Regions from separate parts of the Canis lupus genome. Here region 1 is linked to region 2. Evidence: chromatin contacts called from public Hi-C data. All regions are on one chromosome and are shown on one strand. Each heading gives the region's core, a stretch centred on a gene start, on an enhancer-like site or on the middle of the called end of the contact. The rest is flanking DNA. Distances are from core to core; before and after follow the strand shown.

Evidence for each region. A called contact is a pair of places that touch in the nucleus more often than the background predicts.
Region 1: a Hi-C map of blood shows a contact between it and region 2, with 3 times the contacts expected there. The contact joins the promoter of ANKRD10 here to the promoter of ING1 in region 2. A contact is called at or near these places in 2 of 9 Hi-C or Micro-C datasets (both in blood).

The regions. Positions count from the first base shown.
Region 1 is chr22:59,240,379-59,247,235 of UU_Cfam_GSD_1.0, forward strand. ANKRD10 (ankyrin repeat domain-containing protein 10) reads right to left here and starts at 4,697. Exons shown (of 6, transcript XM_038570055.1): 1 at 4,344-4,697; 2 at 1,300-1,452. The coding sequence starts at 4,553.
Region 2 is chr22:59,102,578-59,109,457 of UU_Cfam_GSD_1.0, forward strand. ING1 (inhibitor of growth protein 1) reads left to right here and starts at 3,658. Exons shown (of 2, transcript XM_038570054.1): 1 at 3,658-4,102. The coding sequence starts at 3,967. LOC111091716 (a long non-coding RNA gene) reads right to left here and starts at 2,409. Exons shown (of 2, transcript XR_005376602.1): 1 at 2,272-2,409; 2 at 1,410-2,019.

The sequences.
Region 1 (6,857 bases), core at 3,447-5,946, 140 kb after region 2:
ACCCCTCAGGTCACGACCTGAGCCAAAGGCAGATGCTCAACTGCTGGGCCACCCAGATGTCCCTGAAGTTCCATATTAATTATTAATCACTCCCACTCAAGGATTATCCATTTTTCATTAATAAGGAGATTGACTGAAAGCACAAGCCCCAGGCCAGGGAAAGGAGGTAGAGCATGGCCCCCCCCCATCACCCCCAGGTGTCCTGCTAGGAGACCTGGAGCAGAGAAGGCAGCACCAGGAACGGACAGGTGGAGACAGGCATGCCTGATGCAACAATGGTATGGGGCTGAAACCTCTGAACACACAGATAAAAGCAACACGCACTGTCATTCACTGTTCCCCTGAGCTCTGTTCTAAACTGCTGCTACAAACACCTGTCCGCCAATTCCAGCCTTGTGCGTGCAAAGTTGAGCTACCTGTGAGAGGGGCTCACAAGTTGTTATACCTACTTATCAGCAACGGAGGAGTCTTGGGAAAGACAGCAAAGCAGAGAGGAAATCAGAATTGTTTTGCACATGGTATGCCCTTGAAGATTATTGCAAGAAAAAGCATATAAAAACAGAATAGAGAGAAAGAACAGAACGGAGAAAGCATAAAGGCATCCCTACAAAGCCCTAGGCACAAGCCCCTAGACAGATCCACCCTCAGGGCAGGGTCTCCGCCCCGGACCCCAGGGTCAGACTGTCCAGAGTCATCTACACCCACACAGGAGTCCTCAGTAAGCGAAACTTTCTCCTGGAGGTTTTTTTTTTTTTTTTTTGAGGAAGTGAAAGGCATACAGAAAACACACTGAGAAACTGGCACGCCCACACTCGCACTCCTATCCCCTTCCACACAGAACCCCTGCTCTTTATCTGTGTCTGGCCAACAGGCCCAGGTCATCTCTGGAGCGTCACTAACTCATACTGGTCAGCCTAATGCTAACCGAACCATGCAGATGATTGAACAGCCAATCTCTCGCTAGCATGGACGTGCTCCACGGTTATGTGTGGAGATGACGCGGAGGCCACTGTGGGCAGGGGAGCCAAGAAACCTGGGCTCCAGGCCAGCCTCCTTCAGCTACCAGCTGTGACTGCGGGCACATCACCTTGGATGGCCGAGGAGCTTGGGAAGTCATGGAACAGGTGAAAGCACGGCTCTGTGAAGGGCCCATTATCCACAACTAAATAAACGTAAACCTCAGTCAGCCGAAAGGTGAAAGTATCAAACTCTAATTAAGGCCTCAATTTAAAACAACACCATGTAATTATAACGGAAAAAAGAAAATAAAGACCAAGTTAATCATCAGCACTCCCTTACCGGTTTGTTAATGCTGGCTCCTGCTTGAATCAACCAGATGAGACACTGGGGGTGTCCCCCAAATGCCGCGATGTGGGCCGGGGTCTGTGCATAGCGTGTAGTGGAGACGTCCAAAGTGGCCCCAGCTCTCACCAACTGGATTAGGCACTCCAGCTTTGAAAACGGCAGGAGGGAATGACACGTGTAAATGTCATATACTTTTATACACTACATAAACAATTCCAATGCTATGATGCAGGTAAGTAGCATTTTTTGTGACCAAGCTTTTTTCTAAGGGAACAGTTAGAAGTCATTCCTTCGTGGTACAAATTTTAAATAGGTATTCAAAGGAGTACTTTCCTTGCCCTGGTAAAAAAAAAAAAGTTGGTACACAGCAAGTCAAAAAAACTGACACCACACAAATTTAAATATTGTTTTCCTACAACTGAAAAATCAGAATCAGTAAAGACTGCAATATTCAAAGACTTCTCTCAAAACTGCGTCTTGCCACTTTCAAGCACCTCTACAGAACAAAACCTAAGTGATTGGTAGTTTAAAAAGTCTGTGTAGCTATAGTACGCTCTTCAGAGACTATTTTGTGCAGTCTACACAACTGTGCTCTGCGCACCTTTACACACACAGCGTTCCAAGAAAACTTAGTCGAGGCCCATTCTCCAGATCCTGGTTTTAGGGACCACATATGCAGAGTGAGTGGCAGCACTCAAGTGTTGACACTCTGCGTGCTCCCCCCCACCCCCACCACCACCGGGGGAGGCCTACAGGGCATCTAAGCTCTGGACTCCTGGGGCACATAGGTGGGGCAGCAAGACTACACTCTGCAGCCAGGCACTGCAATTATCCTAACCTGGCTGGAGGAGCTCGGCACACTCCACTTACATTCTCCAAGTGCCCACAGAGCCAGGCGCTGTCCACAGACCTCACTTGGCCTCGTTTCCCCTCTCGAGGCTCACAGCTGTTAGTGGAAAAGCTCCAAGTGCCAACAATTCTCTTCCAGAGGACAGAGCTCAAATGATGAACAAATGGCCACACCCTAGTCTCACCCTAGGTCTCTTAGCCTCTGGTCAGCAATTTAAGCCTTCCTTGCATAGGAGGTCATGCAATCCACATTTGTGGGAAATGAGCTCTCACACTTGGGAATACACAGATTTCACACGGTGTCAGGTCTTCCAGGAACTACAATCTGGGAGTGACAGCTGATAAAGAGACACACAAAAAAAATAAAAATAAAAAAAAATAAAAAGAGAGAGACACACCTTTGGTGCGCATTTACATACGCCGTTATTAACAGACTGGATGAAAACTGAAAGTGCCAATACTAGTGATAAGTCAAACAGGTTTTGAATCAAAAGAAAAAAGAAAAACAAGGATAAATATCAGTGGGCATACCAAAACCTGTTACTTATTAAGACCAAGTATGAGCTATGTAGACTTAATAAATCTGTTACCTATGGGTTTGCTTTAGGAAACTGGGAAAAGTACTGCTCCATACACAGCTTGTAAAAAGCAAAGCGTAATGAAAATTTTAAATAATGTTTAGCTCTCAAGGAAAAATGAACCTCACGGAAGGTCAGGAAACGTGCACAGTTGGCACATTTCGAAGAACACTAGCTTGAAAGGTGGGAATGGTTGGTAACACGCTAACTGCCCAGTTGGCCCTTGCACAGGGCAGGCTTCCTCCAGGTACATCTGGTGTCCAAGGCTGACCTACCATCTCGGTGCCACAGAAACAAGAGGCTTCCAAAAAGTGAATTCAGGGGCTTTACACCTCACTGTAGGTAAAATCAAACAACCTGAAACCTCCCATGGTAAGCGTGCTGAAGCCGGTTATGGCTCTAATCCCTAGAGGTACCTGGGTACCTGGAGGCACCTGGAGGCAGCCGGGTCCGCTAAATACTCTGAATGAGCACTGTAATGAGGTCTTAAGCGTTCGACAGCACGTGCCAGACTGTCCCACGATACTGTTATGCTCAACTGGACGATAGGTCAACAGGGGAGCCTTTTCAAGACCAGCTGTCCTCACCTGTGGCGGGGCTGCCCGTCCCCAAAGCACACGAGAGCCAACATGTGGAGGACTCACGCTCTGAGTTACCCACATGACCGTGCCAGCACCCGGGGGCCAGGCGCGCAGGGCCGGGGAGCCGGGGAGCCGCGGAGCCAGACCCAGTCCTGGGGGCGGGGCGGGAGGTGGGGGCGCTCGCAGCCCCGCAGGCACGAACCGGACTCTCCCACTAGAGGCGGCGCCGCGCGCGGCTTCCCGAGACGACAGCACCGACTGAGCTAGATGCACAGCAGCAAGGGCATCCGGCTCTGCGAGGCCCCTTCTTTCCTCCGCCCCGGCCGCACCGTTTCACGGGGAGAGCGCTGCTCAACGTCCGTAAACGAGAACCAGTGTCCGCTGGGAGATGCAGCTGGGCCCTCGTCCTGGGACCGAATCCCTGGGGAGTGAGCGGAGCTCCCGAGGACGCGCCCTACCCTAACCCCGGAGGTCCGCCGCGGACACGCGCCCCCACCGCTCGCCCCACCCCCGCCCGCGCCCTGGCCTCCACCCGGGAGCCCGGCCCGCGGCGGGCAGTCGCCAGCGGCCTCCGCTAGGGGCGGCGCGCCCGCGAAGCCAGCCCGTTTGAAACTTGCGCCGCCGCACACGCGCCCGGGGCCCCTCGTGGGCCGTCGCCGCGGCCCCCGCCAGGACCCCGCCAGGACCCCGCCGCCCGTGCCGCCGCACATGCGCCCCAGGCCTCTCCTCGCTCGGGGCGCCCACCCCGCTTCCGCCCCGCGCTCCGCTCCCGGCACGCCCCGCGGCCCCCGCCAGGACCCCGCCGCCCGTGCCGCCGCACATGCGCCCCAGGCCCCTCGCTCGGGGCGCCCAGGCCGCCCACCCCGCTTCCGCCCCGAGCTCCCGGCACGCCCCGCGGCCCCCGCCAGGACCCCGCCGCCCAGGCCGCCCACCCGGCTTCCGCCCCGCGCTCCCGGCACGCCCCGCGCCCAGCGCCTCGGGCCCCACAGGGAAGCCGCGGAAGATGGCGCCTTAAAGCGCCCGCGCCCACCTTGCCGAAGTGCGCGGCCCAGTGCACCGGCGTCCAGCCGTAGAAGGAGTCTTCGGCGGCCAGGTGGGCGCGCGGCGTCTGCTGCAACAGCGAGCAGAGCGCGGCCAGGTCCCCGTCGCGGCAGGCGCGGTGCAGCGGGAAGCGGAGCGACAGCAGCTCCTCGCTGGAGAAGCCCGCCTCCACGCCTGCGCCCGTTCCTGCCGTCGACATGGTCCGTCACCGGAGAGCTAGGGATAGCCTGCCGAGAGGACGCGCGGAGAGGACCCGAGAGGCCGCCGACCGAGCACAAAGGAGCGCGAGCGCCGCCGCCGCCGCCGCGTCCCGCCGGCTGCGGAGCCGTGCCGAGCTGAGCGCGCAGAGGGGGCGGGGCGGGGCGGGGCCTGGCGCGGGCCGGGCTGAGGCGGGCGGACGCCGGCGCTGGGCGGGGCCTAGAGCGTCGGGGGCGGAGCCTGGGCCTGGGGCGTCGGCGAGGAGGCGGCGAGCAGGGGGCGGGGCCTGGCGGGGCTGGGGGCGGGGCCGGGCCGTCGGGGGCGGGGCCTGGCGGGGCTGGGGGCGGGGCCTGGAGCGTCGGGGGCGGAGCCTGGGCCTGGGGCGTCGGCGAGGAGGCGGCGAGCAGGGGGCGGGGCCTGGCGGGGCTGGGGGCGGGGCCGGGGCGTCGGGGGCGGGGCCTGGCGGGGCTGGGGGCGGGGCCTGAAGCGTCGGGGGCGGGGCCTGGCGGGCCCGGGGTGGGGACTAGCGCGGCGGGGATCGAAGGACGCCAGGGCCGGGAGGTGGGGCCATGCGCTGGGGGCGGGACTTGGGGGCTGGGGCTGGGGCTGGGGCCGGGGCCGGGGCTGGAGGTGGGGCGGAGCCCGGGGGCCCCGAGACCCCTAGCCCAGCGGGTGGGGTCGGCTGTCGGCCGCGTGTCCGCGCAGACCGCAACCCCGCAGTGTCCCCACCGGCCCGGCTCTGACCTCTCAAGGTCCCTGCTGTCGGGCGAGCTGCGGGAGGAGTTGGCAAAACGCTGGAAAATTCCCCGTCAATGACCGACAGAGTCTTAACAGATTTTCTTCTGATTATGAGTAGTATGTGAAAACCAATAATTTACCATCGAGAAATAACCATCATCAACGTTTATGGGGGTTTCCTTATAGTACTTTTCTTACCATATAGTTTCATTTGTAGGTATCCTTTTTCTTTTCACAAAATTTGGAATCAGGAACCACAGTAATTCAACTTTAAGTAGGTAAGCAGGTGTCTGGGGAGACAATGGTGCTTTGGATACCAGCTGGCAGCACTAGCTGGCAAGAGAGAGTGGGCGCCCAATGCGGAGCAAAAAGAAATTGTTAATGTCTGGTGCAGCGTGCAGCACCGTCCTCTGTTCATACCAGGGGTTGATGCCGCTGCTGCAGCGCTTGGGGAGGTGCTCCAGGTACAGTAAGTGAGGAGAAGCAGTAGGTCCTTCAATCAGGGAGCCATTACCATTGCATGGGAAACGTGAATGAGACCGTCTTCTCTCCGGGATTTATATCAGAGGAGGCAAGAAAGGATGTTTCCATGGTTGGAGCAATCCTGCTTTTATTTGGACCAGAAAGGTAGAATGCTGCTTGTAAACTCATTGCCAGCCTGGTCCACTCCAGAAGCCAGCTGTTTTTCTGTGCACAGGCCCTGCTGACTTTAACCTAATGAGCTCTGTAAGGTGGTACCCTGATAATGACTTCCATCCTTCCTGGGAAAGAGGCATTCCGTTTTACAAAAGGATGTGAGCATGCCTCATCGTCTGTAATATTGGAGGGAGGGCTTACTCCTCTTTACTGTGCCCCCTGCAGTTGAGGAGGCTGAGACACAGATAAGCTCAGAACTTGCACAAGGACAATCAGTGTGCCTGGGGCAGAGCTGAGAATAATTGCCAGACCTAGTTTCCAATCCAGTTAGATTTTTTTAACCTTGGAATTTATTTTGTGTTAAGAGCTGTAAGGCCTAGGAAAAGAAAGTAGGTTATAGTGGCACCATAGGTAGAATGCCATCCTTCCTCCATTAAGACGACTTTCTGGTTTTCAGAGTTATTAAGACAATGCACATATCTGTTTATTGATTTATATTGATATACATTTTTAAGTAGCTGAAATAGGTCAACACAGATACGATGATGAGTCCCTAAGATAGCCTGCATGATGACTGTGGATATGAGGATTACAAGGGCTGTCTATGAGTGCTTCCAAATGCCACTGCTCTAGTTGGTTAGTCCCAAGTTCTTCCCAACTCATTATTATTACCAATTATAGATTTTCTTTGGGATTCTTGTTTCTAAAGAGCTCGGGGGGCAAGGGGAAAAAAAACCATTCATCACTCACATGCTTTGATGTATTTGACAAAACAACCATAAATATGTGACAAAACATTCTCTCCTTGACCAAAGTCTACTCAGGCTCCCCCGAATTTCAACTAGGCTTAGACTTTTGGACTTGGGTGTTTGTCTTTGCGTTGTCCAGTTTTAGCAAGACTCCTGCTAAGTTGGTTTAGCTACAGTTCCCA
Region 2 (6,880 bases), core at 2,408-4,907:
TCTGTGATGAAATCCACCTGTTGTGCATGTGGGAGGAAATTTGGGCAGTGAAATATCTGATAGAGAAAGGTCTGGTCCACATACTAGATGTGCTAGTAAAATAAGAAAATGAACAAAAGGCAATCTGTGTCAACACACAGAATTCAAGGGACAGGCTAGAAGTTTTGAAAACAGATTTAGTAACACTGAAGACCAAATCCTTCAGATGAATCTGGGCAACTGGCATGTTGGAATAGAAAATTCATGACTTTTAAATTAACAATGGCATCTTCTGTCTTCAGAAAACCAGTCATGTAAGGTGTTCTGCCCTTACGGGCAGCAATTCTACCTTCACTTAAGTCTTTTGGAAATCATCAAAACAACGATAAACATATCCTCTATTTCATTGGTGATTTAAAATATTCCTTTTGCAGATTGAATATTAAGTTATAATGACTGGGAAGATTTATTAGCAAATATACTCCCAAGAAGAGAATCCTGTTAATTTGAAGTGACTCCTCCCCAATTGAGGCCAGAACAAATAAGTGTATTAAAAGTAATGCTTCCAAAGTATCTTGAATGCCGTTTCCTAGTCCTTAATGACAAAAACATAGTTTTTCAGTAATATACTTTCTTTCAAGGCCAAATCTTGCAAATCCAAAGTAGAGTAGATAAGGTAGTAAACTACTGATAAGTATACTTTTGAAGGTATTTCAGGTTTGAGAGAAATGTGTTAGCATTTATTTTTTTTATTTGTTTTAAATTTTTTTTAAATTTTTTATTTATTTATGACAGTCACAGAGAGAGAGAGAGGCAGAGACACAGGCAGAGGGAGAAGCAGGCTCCATGCACCGGGAGCCCGACGTGGGATTCGATCCCGGGTCTCCAGGATCGCGCCCTGGGCCAAAGGCAGGCGCCAAACCGCTGCGCCACCCAGGGATCCCAGCATTTATTTTTTAAGCACCTCGAAACACAAAAAATTTCATGTTCACTTCTTCCTTTTTACTCCCATGGGTTGGAGCATCACCAGTTAAACTAGAAATATAATTCTAAAAAAAAAAAAAAAAAAAATCAGTATCCCTTTTTGCAACACACTCCAAAGAGCTGAAACAACCAAAGTAATTCAGTATATCTTCAAAAATAAAGAATTTTCCTGAGTCGTATATTTAAAACACAGGGTCATAGTTACGTTTTAGCTCATAGATGTTTTAGCTCGGAGCCTTCTAACCTTGTTTAGAAAACTGTGAAGTCATTGTATATATTTTAAAGACTTTGTAAAGCCAATAAAGAAAACATTTTTCTGGCTGTTTAGCTCACAAATGCAAGCTCCTTATTCACTGCTGTATCCTTAGTTTGCGAACAGCAGTGAGCACCCGGTGGGCACTCGTGAAATAGTTCTTGCCGGTATGATGAAGATAACCTCTTGTCTCTGTTTCTGCGGAGTCCACGAAAGGATTCATCCTGATAACATCGTGATTTTTTTTTTTTTTTAAAAAGATAACCTAGTTCAAACTGGCTTGGTTATCGCTGGAAGGGGTAAGTCATTTCTGACTTTTACGCCTAACTTCAGACAAACCGTACTCATCCTAGAGCCAATCCCTGCGAGATTTGAGAAAGAACCTCTTTCTTGCTATGGCACTTTTCAGCATAGCGTCTCGGGGGAAAGGGAATCCTCCTCTTACTCAACTTCGCATCCTCGTCATGTGTTCCGCACAAGGCCTCTGCTGCCACACGTCACAGCCCCCCAGTCCCCGGCGGACTAGCGGCCAATGCAGCTCGCGGTATAAAAGGAAGCTTCGTTCATCATTTGCTTTCACCGGGGCCGAGGCTGGAAGGAGTGTGCACCCGCAAGTAGAACGACCCTTCTCCCCAGTATCAAGGGACGGGAGGAAAGGGTCTGCGAGTGAAGCTCCAGGCTCAGATCGAGGCCCCGGGGTGCTGGGACGGAGTCCCGCCTCGGGCTCCCTGCACCGAGCCTGCTTCTCCCGCTGCCTGGGTCTCTGCCCCTCTCTCGGTGTCTCTGGAATAAATAAATAAAATCTTAAAAAAAAAAAAAAAAAGAGAGAGAGAGAGAGTGAAGCTCCAATCTCCGCCCTTCCCAGCGTTCACGTTAGTGGTCGTCATCTCCGCAGCGGCCGAGCCTCCAGCTCTGTACCGACATCTGCCGGCGTCTCGGCGCGGTTCGCGGGGATGCGCACCGCCGCCCCCGAGGGTTTACGCGCCCTGGGCTGGCTGACACGCCGCACTTCACGTGCTCTTTTACTTAAAAACACTTAAATCCTCTATACATACCCCCGCGGTGGGGCTGGAGCCCCAAGTCCGGAGAGGCGCCCCTAACACACGGCGCCGTGACCCGGCGGTCGGAGCCGACAGCCGCTCCGGGGAGGGGGGGGGGACGCTGCGGCCCGGCGCCCCCGCCCCGGTCCCTCCAGCCCCCCAACCCCCACAGCCCGTCCCCGCCCCCGCCCCCGCCCCGAGGCCGCCCCGAGGCCGGGCCCGCCGGACAAAGGCGGAGCGCGGCCACGCCCACGGGGCGGGGCCTCTGCCGGAAGCGGCGGGCTGCGCGCGGGCCCGTCGCCTAGGCAACGGGAGTGTCTGCGTCGGGCCCCTCAGGAAGCCCGAGTGCGGGAGCTCAGGGCGGGGAGACAGGACATGGGGGAGGGGAGGGGAGGGGAGGGGAGGGGAGGGGAGGGGGGCCCGGACCCCCGGGACCGGACGCCCGCCCCGCTCCGCCCCGCCCCGCTCTGGGAGGCGGGGGGGCTTTCGAATGATCCCGGGGCACAGTCGGGAGGGGGTCACCCGCCCTTTGTGGGCGCCCGGTCCGGAAAGCAGCTCCCCTCTGGGGCCCCTTTGTCTCCAAAGCGGCTCAGCACTGGGCTCCGGCCGGCAACACAAAGGGAAGGCGGCGAGGACCGCGCAGGCGCGGGAGCGCCGAGGTTGCTGGGAGTGGTGGTCCGCGGCCCGACGGTAGGTCTCCGCCTCCGGGCCTGTGGCCGCCCCGGCGTGCAAGTGCGCATGCGCCCCCACTTCCGCCCTGCGCGGCCCGGCCTCTCTCCCCGCCCCCCCGGGACGCGGGTTTCTCCTAGTAGGAGCCCGGGAGGAGTTATCCGCGCTCGCCCCGCCCCCTCCGCCTTGATTGGCGCGCCGAGGTGGGGGCGACCAGGGGATTGGGCCTCGGCCTTGCCAGTCCGCTTCGGGCCTTACTTATGCCCCGCGGGGCGGCGGGGCGGCGGGGCGGCTGGGCGCCGGAGAGTGAGGGGTTGGGTGTGGGGAGGGAGGTGTCCCCCGGGTGAGTGGGGGGGCGGGGGCCCCTCGCTGGCGGCCGCACCGCGCGGCGGGTCGGATCCCACCGGGTCTCCGGCGCGGCCGGCTGCCCCCGCGCTCCCCGGCCGTCCTGCACTGCCGCCCGGCAGGCTCTGCCTCCTAGTGCGAAACTCTTAGTAAAGTTTGCGCCTCGCCCGCCGCCCCCTCCCGGGACCCCCGCCCCAGCCCGAGTGACAGACAAAGCCACACCCCCGCTCCGCCGGGTCGGAGAGGGGCGTGATGCGGCGGGGGCGGGGCCGGCGGGCCCGCGGGGCGGGGGGCGCGGGGGGGGCGGGGCGCATGCGCGGTGCGGGGGGCCGAATGTTTCCCAAGTGTTTGAAACTGGTATTTGGGTTCTCCACGTTGGACAAGTGCGGCGCGGCGGGCGGCGCGCGCCCCTTCCCGCGCTCGCTCGGCCCCGGCCCCGGCCCCTGCGCCGGGGTGCGCGCCCGCACGCGCCGCCCGCGCCCGCCCCGCGCCCCAGGCCGCCGACCGCCGGCCCGGCCCGCCAGCGCCGGGTCCCCGGGCCCAGGCGGCGCGGCTCGCAGATGTAGCGGCGCGGGGCCGGCCGGAGGGGGGGCGCCGGCGGGCGGGAGCTTTGCATTTTGCAGCGCTGGGCTCCGAGGGGGCGGGGGCTGGAGGAAGCGGAAAGCCGCGCCGAGTCGCCGGGGACCTCGGTGAACCATGTTGAGCCCTGCCAACGGGGAGCAGATCCACCTGGTGAACTATGTGGAGGACTACCTGGACTCCATCGAGTCTCTGCCTTTCGACCTGCAGAGAAACGTCTCCCTGATGCGGGAGATCGACGCCAAATACCAAGGTACGGCGGGATGGATGGGCGGGGGCGGCCGCTCCATCCCCGCCGGCCGCGGGCGCCGCGGGGCCCCGGGCCGTCCTGTCCCCCGCCCGGAGGAACCCGGCCGGCCGGGAACAAAAGGTCTGGGGCGCCCTCGGGTCGGTCAAGGTCCTTGTGCGCGGAGCCCGGACACGGAGGAGGAAGGAGGAACGGGCGGTCTCCATGCCAGGCTGCGCGAGCAAAGCGCTCTTTGTAGTGAAGTGACGAGGCGGGGTGCTGCGGAGGAGGGGGCTGGGGGGAGCAGGCTGGGGCGCCGGGGGAGGGAGGTGCCGCGGCCGCCGGGGCTGGGGGGCGCAGCGCCGGGGCTGCGCGCAGGGCTGCGGGGAGGGCGCTGCGGGCGGCGGGTCCCGGCCCTCCTCGCCATCCCCGATCCGAGTGTTATGTAAAGTCCGGGGTCGGCCGCCCCCGCCGCCCCCCGGCCTCCCGTGGAGCCGGACCCCACTAGGGCCGGGGTGCGCGGGGCGGCGCGGCCGGGGGCAGGTCGCGGAGGGCCAGGGCTTTATTCCATGCGCGCGGAGGGAAGGGTAGGAGGGAGGGACGGCGAGTCGGGCAGTCGCCCCTCCGCGGGGCCCGGGGGGCGCGGGCAGAGCTGCTCGGCTGGCTGGCCGCGGAACATGGCAGGACAGAGGACCTGTGGGTCGTTCTCTGCGGCGCGGCTGCCCCGAGTTCCGGGGACAGGCGGAGGGCTGGCGTCCGCTGGGAATTGCTGGCTGTTGGGGAAACTTTCCTGCGGTGTCAGGCTGGGCGCTGGGGGCCGTGTGCGGGACGCCGACCGTCCCCCGGAGTTTACTCCTGTTTACAGGGCTGCGCAGCAGGGAAACGGAAGCGCGGGGGGAGGTGGGGGCTGCCGCGGCCCGAGCGCACGGAGCCCGCGGGGACGGCGCCCTGCGCGCTCTCCCCGGGGCTCGGCTTCGCAGCCGCCTTTATAGGGGTCTCATTAGCATACTGAGAACGTCCCGCTCTGGCTGCCTCGCGATTGGCCCCGCTGTCCCCCATGGAATGTCCTTATCAGTCCGCCGCGCAGCTACTGGTCGCCGCCCGGATGAGGGTGGGCAGTGCGCAGTGACTGGCACGGGTCTCCGTTTCCGCTGCCTTCTTTTTTCTCCGGGGGGCGGGGAGCAGGAGGGGGGCCCCTTGATTTGAATGTCTTCGGGTCGCCCGGCCTCCGGCCTCCGATTGGCCCTGGGCGCCGGCGGGGCGGGCCGCTTCGGCGCTCCTGTGCTCTGATTGGCGCCCCGCTTGGCCTCCGCCCTGCGGCCCGGTCATCCCCGCAGACGGTGGCTCTGGGGGCGGGGCGCGTCGCCCGCTGGCCGCCTCCCCATTGGCTGGGGGCCCGGCCCCGCCCTTGTCCCTCCGGGGCCCGATCCCGGCCACTTCCGGCCGCGGAGCAATGGCGGCCCCCGGGGGCCGCGGCGAGGCTGGCGGGAGCGTAACCCAGGCGTCCCGCCCAGGGCCCGCCGAGGGCCGGGGGCAGCCCTGCGGAGCGGGGGGAGCGTGAGTGTCCCCCGAAGGGGCGGGCGAGGGCCCCGAGGACCCCGAGGACCCCGAGGACCCGGAGTCGGGGGCGAGGATGGGAGGGTTCGCGGTGTCAGGCGCCGTGCCTGAGCGCGCTCGGGAAAGCTGTCGGGGGTGTTTCGGCCCCTGCACCCCCGAGTTCTGTGCTGCTGCTGCTGCTGCTGCTTGGGGGGCACCCGGTCCCCGCGGCGCCTGCAGGGGGGCTGCTGGCCAGCGGCCTGCCTGTGCTGCGGAACGGCGGCCGTCCGATTGAGGGACCGGCGTCTAGGTCCACCGCGGCCAACAGGTGGGTCACAAATACCTCATCCCTTTCACCGGGTGTCTGAGGGCGGGCTTGGGTACGGACTTCGCAGTGATCTTGCACCATGTTTCAAGCATTTTACGCTGCGCGCCCCACCGCGGAAGGCGCTTCCTGAGGAAGGCTCGGCGCAGCCTTTCCGTGAAGGTAACACGTTTCTAATGGTTGCCCAGATCCGACTGGGGTGCAGCGGTCCAGAGGCCAGGTCAGCCCCGGGCCGAGCCGGTGGGCCTCGGTGGTCGGGTGCCGCACCTATCGCCCCCGCGCTGCTGCAGACAGATAGGGTACTTGTTCTGGGGAGTCTAAGAAATAGATGCCACTGTGCGGGGAAACAGCAAGGTTTCCCGGTGATTTTGTCATGTGATTTGTGCTTCTTTCCCCAGGTGAGGCTTCACATGGCTGGAAGCCTGGTGAGGTGAAAGCAGCTCTATGTTGTTGGATTCCATAGGAGTGATGTGATAACATTGTTGTCTTTTCAATGAGAGGCTAACGTTGTCTTTAGAAATCGGGTTACCAATTAAACTAAATTGCGGCTTTGTAATGTGCAATCAACTTAAATTAACATTTATGAAATGGTACTTAGATAACTTGAGCCTATTTATTTCCAGAATTAATTGCTCTCAGACACTGTGAGACTGTGGCATCCCTCCTTCCTGGGGGCAGATGGTCTACATTGTTCTAGAAGGATCTTCAGAGCGTCTTTTAGAGCCTGGAAAATACTGTTTACATTTATGCAAGCTTCAGTGTTGGTCTAAGTTCTTGTGCTTATCCCAGTGTTAGGTTTATGGTTTATACCTTATACCTGTTTAAAGATAAGATCTAGAAGGGATGAGGGTTACCTATTGTACATGCTGCCCTCCTGCCCAACCCTTCCTACTTGGAGAGTAGAATTGCCTTATTTTAAGATACTGCAGAGGGTTTCAGGAGAA